3 separate regions of the Oryctolagus cuniculus genome follow, and all the other regions are linked to region 2. Evidence: chromatin contacts called from public Micro-C data. All regions are on one chromosome and are shown on one strand. Each heading gives the region's core, a stretch centred on a gene start, on an enhancer-like site or on the middle of the called end of the contact. The rest is flanking DNA. Distances are from core to core; before and after follow the strand shown. Region 1 holds the start of SMIM27 (small integral membrane protein 27). Region 2 holds the start of ACO1 (aconitase 1). Region 3 holds the start of RIGI (RNA sensor RIG-I).

Region 1 (3,542 bases), core at 613-3,112, 170 kb before region 2:
CTGTTGAGGTTACAAGAAGTTTCACTACTTGATTTAAAGCACATGCCCTTTCAACCACACATTGTTATGTGGGTTTGAGAAAGACACCAGGACCAGTTACCCAAAGTTTGTGTTCTGTTTGCATTATTAACTCAAATGGAAAACTTGTGACCCATTTATGTATTCAGTTGCTAGGAATAGACTGCCTTCTTAAGAGTTGAACACAACATGCTTCTTTTCAGCTTCTTTTTATGGCTTCTATTTCTTGGAGCCATGCAAAATAAAGATTATCCCTTTATCACTTGGAGGACATAACTTTCATGTTTTTTCTGTATATTTTGAGTGAAATTTCCCATATTTTTTCCCTTGTACCAGAAGGTTTTGGATACTGATTACTCATCTTTAGACTTTCAAAGTGAATGCCAGAGATCAATTGGCTCTTCCATTCAATGTTGGACATAGAGCAGAATGGAACTTCCAGTGCTGCAGATTTCAGATTTGTCTACTAAATGCTGCTTTTTTTTTTTTTTTCCTTAGGGTGATATAATTCTGGAGACTGGAGAAGTAATTCCACCAATGAAAGAATTTCCTGATGAACACCACTGAAGATTAAATAAAAATTTCAAAGGTGTATGAGCCCAAGTTTGTTCTTCCATCACCAGATTTACTGAATACATTTTCTGGACTAGTAACTTCAATAAAGCTGACTTTCAGAGAAGTGTCCTATTTCTTCTCAACTGTACAATTTAAGACTCTAGGTAATTTAACAGAAATACCACCACATTGCTACACAGATGACATGAATGACCCACCTACTGATGTTGGCCCTTCTTGACTTGGAAAACAAGCTGTAGAAAGTTTTTAGTCACAATTCTTTTGCTTAAACAGAGTACTTACCTAATTTGGTGTGAGTATACAACAGAGTGAGATATTGCAACAAGCAAATAGAACAGAAATTCCGAACACCTGTTTTGAAAGAGGGCTTTCTGAGAAATGTTTAAGGCAGTGTTTTAGAAATCAGAGTGAAAGGTCTGTCATCCCAGCTATGATCTAAGGCTGTCAAATTGCAGTTGCTTTGAATTTGGTCATATATACGAAATATAAAAGACAATTTTTAAAGTATCAGTGCTTATAAAGGACTATACAAAAATGAACCTGGGCACTTTGCAGTATGAATTTTATTTTGTAAATCTACAAAGGTGTCGGATAAGCATAAGGGAAAGAACTGTGTTTGCAAAGAACTAAATTCAGTAGAATTACAAGTCTTCATTCATCCCAGAATTTCGGGTATTGCTTCCTTAACTGTCGCCGCGCGGCCACGGTGGATGCATAGATGACGTATCCCCAGGAGAGTAAAACGATCGCCAGCAGCAGCTATCGAGAAAACAAACGCGGAAAGGTAACAAAAGCACAAACCACAACACAGGGCGTGGAACGTCCCCGCCCGTCGGTGTGGGTTTCCGTGCGCGGTTGCTAAGGTGGGAATTCGGCGACCCAGGCCAATAGACGGGATTCCGGAGGCAAGCCTACCCGGCAGCCTTCACGTCAGCGGCGGAAGAGGCGGGCCCGGGCGAGGGCGTGAAACGCTTAATGCAGAAATGGGCTTTGGAGTTTCTGGGCGCTGAAGATCCAGGGGCCCCTCCGCCCGCGGGCCCGGGGAGTCGACGGCGTGGAGCTGCGCCAGACCCGCGACCTACCGCTGAGTAAATCCGATCCAGCGTGCGGCGACTCACAGGCGTCATGGTGAGCAGGCTGGCGGCGGCCCGCGGGCTCGGGCGAAGGCTGCGGCTCCTAGGGCGACCTCCCGGGCGGCGGCTGCCGGGCGGCGGCGGCCATCTTGCAGCCGGGCAGGAGCGCCCGCCCCCTGGCTTCCCGGAGCGTGTCCCGGCAGGCCGGCCGGCCGCTTCCGCCCGGAGTTGGGAGCGGAGTTAGGCGATCGGGGGCCCAGCCCGCCTTTCGGGGAGGGGATGAAATAAGCGAGAAAGTGCGTTAGGAATTGCCCTTTGTCACCCCGATTGCTGGGCCTGCACCTTCAAGAAATAGACGATTTCCCTTTCAGATGCAGTGCAGTGTTAATGCAAAGTACTGTGCCGTCGCGTGCGTGTAAAAGTTTATTTGAAAACTGTTTCACAGGCATCTGAGGATCCAAGCAGTACCGTTCTCCCCGCGCACCTAGTCCACACGGTGTAGACAGGTCTCCGACCTGAGCGGGAATACCCCACCGTTTTACACAGCGGTGGCGGTTGTTGAAATCTTGTTAACTGAGCCCTCGTTGGACAGTCCGCCCCGGGGCGCGCCGCAGCCCGCTGGTGGAAGCGGCGATTTCCGTGGCACGCGTCGCCGCGCCGAGGGACCGGCCGGGCAACAGGTGCTGGCCGAGCGAGCCGCTGCCCGGGCCGGCGGCGGGTGGGACCTGCCGGGCGCCCGGGCCGGCGGTTTGGCGCGAGTGCGCCCAGTGCAGCCCGCCAATGTTTGGGCGCTCGAAGGTGAGGCCTGACTGGTGGAATGTGGTAACGGGCCGCCGCGGGCTCCGGGGTTCTTGCTGGACACCATTTGAGCAGTTTTCAGAACCCCGATTTCCGGGCGTGCGAAGGAGACAGGAGGCACTTCTCGGAGAGAAGAACGGTAGGTCTGAGGGAGAACTCGGGCCCCGTTCGGGGTTCCCCCTGAAGACTTCGTAGGCTACTGTTCGGGTCTCATTCGAACCCCGTGCAACCGGAGGGAAGTCCATGGAACAGTTCCCACGGCTGTACACTGGAGCTAATTTTAGTAACTTCTCAACAGAGTTCGGAGAGGCTGGAGACCAAGCTAGTTACCGTGAGTCCCGGGTGAGTCGGCAGTGAACGTTAACTTGCCAACCCCGTCACCCGCTAGGACGAATAGTAACGGGAACCGAGGCGAAGGCTGAGTTTCGACTCCGGGGTCGGGTCTGGAGCGTTGGGGGAAGGGCGGTCTCGGGCCGGTGCGCGCTAAGCCCCGCCCTCGGCGCGGGCGCCCGTCCCCCCCGCGCATGCGTCGACACGGCGGGTGTTTTGTTTTGATGCGCCGGGAGTCGGGGGCTGGGTCTCGCCTTGTGCCCCGCCCCCAAGCCGTCATTGGTGAAAAGTGCTTTACGTCACAGGGGTCGAAGCAGCCGCCGGGGTCTCCGCTGTCTCGCGAGGAGGGTGAAGCGCCGGCGCCGGCTCCCGCGCCTGAGGGTAGGCGGAGAAGTCGCCGGGTCCGCCTTCGCGGATCCTGCCGTCACCGACCCAGCTTCCTGGGCCGCCGGGAGCTTGCCGCGAGCTCCCCAGCCGGGGCCGCGCCTGCATCCCCCGAGGTGAGTTGCGCCGGGAACAATGGGGTGTGGGGGTCTGGAGGGCTGGGCGCGCTGGCGACCCCGCCGGGAGCGCGGCCTAGGGGCGAGGAGGTGCGGCCTCGGCCTGAGGGGCTGTCCGGGCCTCGGCGGCGCCGCGGGGCTGGCGGGCGGCTCTGGCGGCGCACCTGTGGATCTGGACGGTGGGCGGGCTGAGGGGTGCGTTTCCGGAGGCGCTGTGAGGGTCGCCAGCCTGGCTGCGTCCGGCGAA
Region 2 (3,365 bases), core at 738-3,237:
GGAGTATCTTCCTTCACACAGGGCCATGTCTAATGCAAACACTCTGGCAGCGGACTGTCCCAATTAGCCAGGAGTCACCTAATCTATGACTACAGCTCCTCCTGCGTTCACCACTTTCTGGGTGATGTGATAGGCAGTCAACAAATATCTCTGAAAAGAGAAAGGAATGAGAGACTCCACCATTGTAGTGGAGTCTTAAGCAAAGAACACAGCGGGTGCTCCGCGTTCAGGGCCCAGTCTTATCTCCACCTGTGGACCATGCAACAGCCGGTGCTCATGGGCAGTAACATTTCTCAAGTGTCTGTGGCAGCATCTGAGCTCCATCAGAGCTCGAGAGGCTCTGCTGGAGAGAGGAACAGAAGGAAGTCAGAATTTTCTTCCTTTGCCATGTTAATTTCTACCTGGAACTTGCACTGACCCAGTGTGACGCCAAGGAGAAAGGCTGATGGCGGACATCCCTCTACCCTACACCAGGAGGAGCACCACTCCCAGGGACACACCTCTGAAAGGGGAAAGAGCACCGCGATGGGGCATCACACTCCAACAAGCTCAAGGCTAGCAGCTACGCAACTGCAAACAGCAATGAGGAAAGGAAGGCGAACGCATACCTCCCTGCTATTCTGGAAATCCCTTTTTGACTACTTGGCAATTCTCACACCAACCCCTACACACTTGGCAGGTCCTGCTAGGCACAGAAACCATCAAAGCCATGGGTGAGCGAGCACTGTCAGGCTTTCAAGAGGACAATGAGATTTGTCACGGCTTACGGGACACCTAGTGCCAGGTTTCTAGGATGAGGTTAAGCTTGGTTCCACACAGCAGAGGTTTGCACTGTCCATGGCATGGGTGGTGTGTGTTCCCACCCAGATGACAGATCACCAAAGAGAAACACGCCCAGCCAGTTAAACCTCTGAAGCTCTCTACCTATACCAGAGGTTCTCAAAGTGTGATGCCGGGAGAACGCCTGGGTGTCTGCAAGGTGAAAATCCCCTTTATCGGGACTAGTAGCCTTTTTCAAGCTCCTGTTTTCGGGAGAATACCGTGGAACAATCTAGAAGCTACAAATGATAAGGGATATTGCAACAGACTTAACACAGAAGCAGATAGGACAACCCGGCCTCTCCTATGAAGCCTGACCTTCAGGAAGTTTGCAAAAACGTAAAACAATGCCACACTTCGCAAGAACGTTCTGTTTGAAGAAAAACACTGCTTTTCAGGAAAATGAGAGAGACTTGTTCATTATGAAATATAGTACTAACTTCTCAGTTCTGTTTCTACACTGTAAGTACTTCTAGGAGTAAGCCACATGAACACAGGCTCCCTGGGATACTAAGTTTTCAGAGTGTCAAGGAGCACTGGTTTCAGAACGGGTTGGGAACTTCTCTATTGCACGCTGTCCCTGGTGAGGTCCTGGATGAATCGCGAAAAGCACCCCAATCTCCTGCTTCACTCTCAAACGGGTCAGGTGGACCGGGGGTCGCTCCCCTCGGCCCATCTTCCCTCTACCCGTCGGGGTGGAGTCCCCAGTCTGCCCGCCCAGCTTCGGCGAGGGTTTCCCTCTCAGGTCATTCTGGCCTGGACAAGGACGCTCCAATGAGGCCCGCACCGCCTCAGGGTCTGGGGTCTAGGCTCTCGCGGCGGGCGGCACGCGCAGCCAAGCTAAGAGGGGCCGGCAGAGACGCGTCCACTTCCCGACCCCTGTGCCCGGAGCGACACAGGCAGGGGACAGCGCAAAGAGGTCACCCCGGGCCTCCTCTGGGCTCGCCCCCACCCCCACCCCCTGGCCGCTACTGCCTCGGGCGCGGCGGAACCAGCCCGCACCGACGCCCCGGGGGGCCTGGGTGGCCGGCGCTCCCCCGGCGGACCCCGGTCGGGCCGAGCCTACACTCACCGCAGACAGCTCGGTGGGGATCCCGCGACTTGCGCGCGCGGACCAGGCTGCGGGGCTCGTTCCCGTGTGCTGCGCGGTTCCAGCCACCGCCTCCACGCTCCTCCTCAGCTGCCCCGGGGCTGCCGGACGCCGAGCCGAGCGGGGGCGGGGCGGGCAGCGGGATAGGGCGGCGAGGGCCGGAACCAGCGGGCGCGGCGGCCGGAGGGGGCGGGGCCGGACCGCCTCCGCCCCGCCCATGCCCCGCCCCTCCCCGGTGGACCTAGCAGGAAGGGCGGGGGCTCCTCCGTCTTCTTGGTCCACAGCCAGGGCCATTGTCGCTCTCGTTGCACTAGAAAGTGAGCCGACGGTGTGGCCGTTAACTGCAGAGGCTTCGTTATCTGGTGGCCCCGTACATGTGTAGCTGCCCTTGCTGAGTTCCCAGTAGCAAAAAGCACACGTGGGCATGGGGATCGCGCTGTCAGGACTGAGCTTCCCCGTGTCTGAGGCTTAGGAATGCACAATTTTCATGTGTAAGGTTTTTTTGTTTTTTAACGTATGTACTTTCTAGTGTGTACACCTGTCCGAAGTCCGAGAAATGACACTGAGTGGGCGGTCCCGAGACCTGTTTTTGACGTTGGTAAATGTACCCTCTCAGGTAAACGTAGTTTCCAGAAGGAATTAGATCTTTCTAGATGAAAGGTGCAGAGCTTTCCCACACCAAATGATCTGGAAAGTTACCGTAGGTTTCCACCTTGAGTTGTCGTCGTTTTCTATCTGGATAAACAGCTTGTGACGTTAATAATTAATAGCTAATACTAAAACTGTTACCGTTTACAACTGGGAGGCTGCCCTACCAGAGCCCTGTGATTGGATCTTTCTGTGTCATCCCATTCAACTCTTCTAGCCATCCTGCAAGCTTTGCTTTGCCCCTCGTGCTGCACTACAGGGTATGGGTAACCTCTACTTATATTTAATTCTGAAATAGAAAGTAATATATTTTTAAAATTTATTTATTAATTAGACAGAAATCTGCCATCCACTAGTTCACACCCCAAATGCCCACAACAGCCAGGGGGCAGCTGGGAACCAGGAACTCAGTCTGGCTCTCCCACGTGGCTGCCAGGGACCTAAGTCCTAGAGCCGTCATTTGCTGCCTCCCAGGTGGATGTTTGCCTGAAGCTGGAAGGAAGAATGCGTTCAGGACTCAAACCGAGGCACTCTGATGTGGGATGTGGATGTCCCAAATGGATCTTAACCACTGGCTGAACACCTACCCTGTGAAATACAAATTGTCATATTTAATCTTGAAGGGGTGGATTCACAGTATTTCCAATATGGGAGGATGCTTTCTTCCCACTCATGTCCTTCCATTTACATTAATCAAGCAAAGTTTCCTTGAGTTTCTACCATATTTTAGAGGTTTAACACAAGCCCCCAAAATAACTGTCCCCTTGGGAGCCCTATGGGGAAGGTAAGATTAGGAAGAAGGCACAGA
Region 3 (3,208 bases), core at 389-2,888, 150 kb before region 2:
TGAAGAACCTATTTGAGGGGCTCAGTGGTACCTGATTTGAAGACTTACTTGAAATTTACAGCAAACGAGAGAGAGAAAGTGGTAGTGCTACAAGAGTCAGGAAATAGAATGGAATAGAATATAGTCAGAAATAGACTTACACACATAGAGTCAATTAAGTTTTTTTTATAGAGGTCCCAAGGCTATTTAGTGGAAGAAGGAAACATTTTGAACAAATGATGTTGCTAAAACGAGAAGTATGGAAAAAAATGAACCTGGTCCCTTATGACACATCACAACAAGATTAATTGAGATATCACAGACTTAAAAGTAAAAGAGAAAAAGTAAAAGAAAACAGTATGTTAATGACCTTGGGGTGGGCATAGATTTATTAAAGGGAACACAAAAAGAAATGAATAGAGGAGAAAACTGGTAAAAAGCACTCATCAAAAGACACCATAAATAAAGTGGAAAGGGGTAGGTGTGTTTGGGGTGATGATTAAGATGCTGCTTTGGATGCCTCTATCCCATATCCGAGGGCCTGAGTTAGAGCCCTGGCTAAAATGAACCCTGGAAGTAGGCTCAAGTAGTTAGGTCCCTACTACCCACATAGGAGAGCTGGAATCAGCGCTCAGGCATTTGGGGAATGGACCAGGGGATAGAAGTTTTCTTTATCTCTCTGCCTCTCAAATAAAATTGTGTGTGTGTGTGTGTGTGTGTGTGTGTAAACAAAAGGCTAGATGACAGACTGGGAAAATATTTTGAATACCTATATTTGACAATTTTGTATATAGAATAATCACTCTTGTAAGGCTATGTATCTTAAATATTTATTTATTTGAAAGTCAGCGTTACTGAGGGGGGGTATCTTCTACCCATTGGTTCACTCCCCAAATTGCTGCAACCATCAGGGCAGGGTTAGACCAAAGCCAGGAGCCAGAAGCTTCCTCCTGGTCTCCCACGTAGGTGCAGGGGCCCAAGCACTTGGGCCATCCTTCACTGCTTTCTAGCACATTAGCGGAGAGCTGGGTCCGAAGTGGAGCAGCCAGGACTGGAATGGGTGTCTGGGACGCCAGGGTCACAGGCAGGGGCTCTTACCCTCCTATGTCACAATGCAGGGCGCTGTGTAAGTCTATTTTAAAACATTCCAAAATTAGGCAGAAGTTTCAAATGCAGGGTTATATGAAAGGTCAGAAAGCACATACAGATGTGTCCAACATCATTAATTATATGAGAAATCAAAATTAAGGCCACAATAATGTATCATTTCATACAGACCAAGATGGAAGCCAAATGAATAAATTAAAAAGAAAAAAAAAAAAAGACTGACCTATGTGTGCATCTGCTGGCTATCCATGCACTGGAGCCCGCATCTGCTAAGGGTGCGAATGGAAACTGGCGTGGCCATTTTGGACAACAGGTGACAGCTTCCAAAAAGGTGAATGATACCCTCACCGTGGGGCCCAACTGATCTGGGGAAGGTGGTTAAACCTGTATGCATTTTTCAGAACTTAGCGAATCGCACCCTTCAATTGTGCGCATTTTGCTCTCTTTATACTTTACCGCTGTAAAAGCTTCCCGGGGCTTGGAGGTGGGGGAGGGTTGTCCTCCTCGGTTCCCCACCCCCCACCTCGGGTGAACAGGAAAGAGAAACTTGCAGAACTGGGGGAAGCGCTCGGCCAGGGCCGGCCCCGCCCTCCTGCGGCTGCAGCGAGTTGCAGTTTCGATTTTTCCTCCAGTTGTAAGTTCCCAGGCAGCTCCGCCTCTCAGCCGCGGTTGATTTCTTGGAAAATCCCTCCCCTCCCCGCTTGGCGTGCCCGCCTCCTCCAGCCCAGCTTTAAAGGGAGTCGGGCAGCAGCCGGGTGGGGTGGATCTCACCGGGCAACGAGGCCAGCATGACCGCCGAGGAGCGGAGGAACCTGCAAGCCTTCAGCGACTATGTCAAGAGGATTCTGGACCCTACCCACATCCTGAGCTACATGAACTCCTGGCTTGGGGAGGGTGAGTGGATGCCCAGCGGCGCCTGCCCGCCCCTTGGGGGCAAGGAAAAACTGAGGACTTGTTTTCCCCTTGCTGTTTTCCTTTTTAAATCGGTGGAGGTAACCAACCTTCAGAAACACTATTGGTTCAGGGTTTGAGGTGCACTAGGAAACCCAGGTAGGGACATTGAGAACCAGCGTGGTGAAGTGACTCGCTTAGGGTGCACTTTTTTTTTTTTTTTTTTTAAGGTTCAAAGCTGGGGAAAGAAACTGTCCTTTTCATTTATTTCCTCTAACCTTTGAGTTGGCTAGGTGCCTGCCTTTGTCCTGGAATTGGAGATTGAGAAATAAGATACAGCCCCTTCCTTAGTATGCTCTCCAGTCCAGGGGTTTGCCAGGTGGGGAGTGAAGGGTGAGGATACAATACTGTGGTACACAACGCTGTCCAAAATCCAGGCAAGGTGGTGCCTCCTCTGCGAGGTCTCATTTGTGCTTGCAAACGATGGAAAGGTTGAGAGGAGCTTGACTTTCCCCAGACTGAATGTTCAGGCTTTATGTTCAGGCTTTAGGACAGGTGTTTCGGGTAGTGAGTAGCGAATTGCTTTGTGCTGGACATTGGCAGAGGTATTCACACTTGGGGAGACAGAGGTAGGTGGTGTTTGCAAGGACTCCAGGTGGAAGACAGGACCTAGCAATTCCAGGTGCCTTAATGCCACTCCTGAAATGCTAATCAGCTTTTGGTAACTGCAGTGAAACTCCCAGGCAGGTACCTTGGGTGTTTATTGCTCTGTTAAACCAAACTCACCTTGTGGAGTGAGCAGCAAAAGAATGCCACTAAGGAAAGTGCACTTTCACTTTCTGGTTCTGCCCTGAGAGAGGTGTGGGCTCCTACACAATGTGAGGCCACGCCTCTTTAGAAATCCCTGGATGAAACCCTTCTAGTGTGCAGTCTCACCCACTCTCCCCTGTTGCAGCACAATCTCTACCTGCAGGGCCCCCCAAGCCTGGATCTTTGTCCTGAGTTCCAGACCTCCCCATTCAGTGATCTGCTGAACATGGCTTCCTGGATGTATCTAAGGCACACAGAATCAGAAGTCCAAATCTGGGGAGTCCTTCATAGATCCTTGCTGGAACAGTGAGAGAGGCAAGATGGCACATTGGAAGTTTAGTAGAAAGACCCTGGGACGGGTTGTTGAGAGCCTGTCATTTACGAGATGAACAGAGGGAGAAAGAGCTAGAAAAGAAACTGG

The links. Hi-C and Micro-C count contacts between places; a contact is called where the count stands out from the background.
Region 1: a contact with region 2 is called in a Micro-C map of ear pinna, with 4 times the contacts expected there. The contact joins the promoter of SMIM27 here to the promoter of ACO1 in region 2.
Region 3: a Micro-C map of ear pinna shows a contact between it and region 2, with 5 times the contacts expected there. The contact joins the promoter of RIGI here to the promoter of ACO1 in region 2. A contact is called at or near these places in 2 of 6 Hi-C or Micro-C datasets (ear pinna and an unstated tissue).

The regions. Positions count from the first base shown.
Region 1 is chr1:195,928,371-195,931,912 of mOryCun1.1, reverse strand. SMIM27 (small integral membrane protein 27) reads right to left here and starts at 1,862. Exons shown (of 2, transcript XM_051844809.2): 1 at 1,510-1,862; 2 at 1,140-1,353. The coding sequence starts at 1,721. The coding sequence ends at 1,278. It overlaps TOPORS (TOP1 binding arginine/serine rich protein, E3 ubiquitin ligase), which reads left to right and starts at 1,581. Exons shown (of 3, transcript XM_002707947.5): 1 at 1,581-1,722; 2 at 3,101-3,295. The coding sequence starts at 1,720. It overlaps NDUFB6 (NADH:ubiquinone oxidoreductase subunit B6), which reads left to right. Exons shown (of 4, transcript XM_002708038.5): 4 at 517-694. The coding sequence ends at 585.
Region 2 is chr1:195,756,407-195,759,771 of mOryCun1.1, reverse strand. It overlaps ACO1 (aconitase 1), which reads right to left and starts at 1,987. Exons shown (of 22, transcript NM_001082315.1): 1 at 1,892-1,987.
Region 3 is chr1:195,902,209-195,905,416 of mOryCun1.1, reverse strand. RIGI (RNA sensor RIG-I) reads left to right here and starts at 1,638. Exons shown (of 18, transcript XM_002708040.5): 1 at 1,638-1,980. The coding sequence starts at 1,875.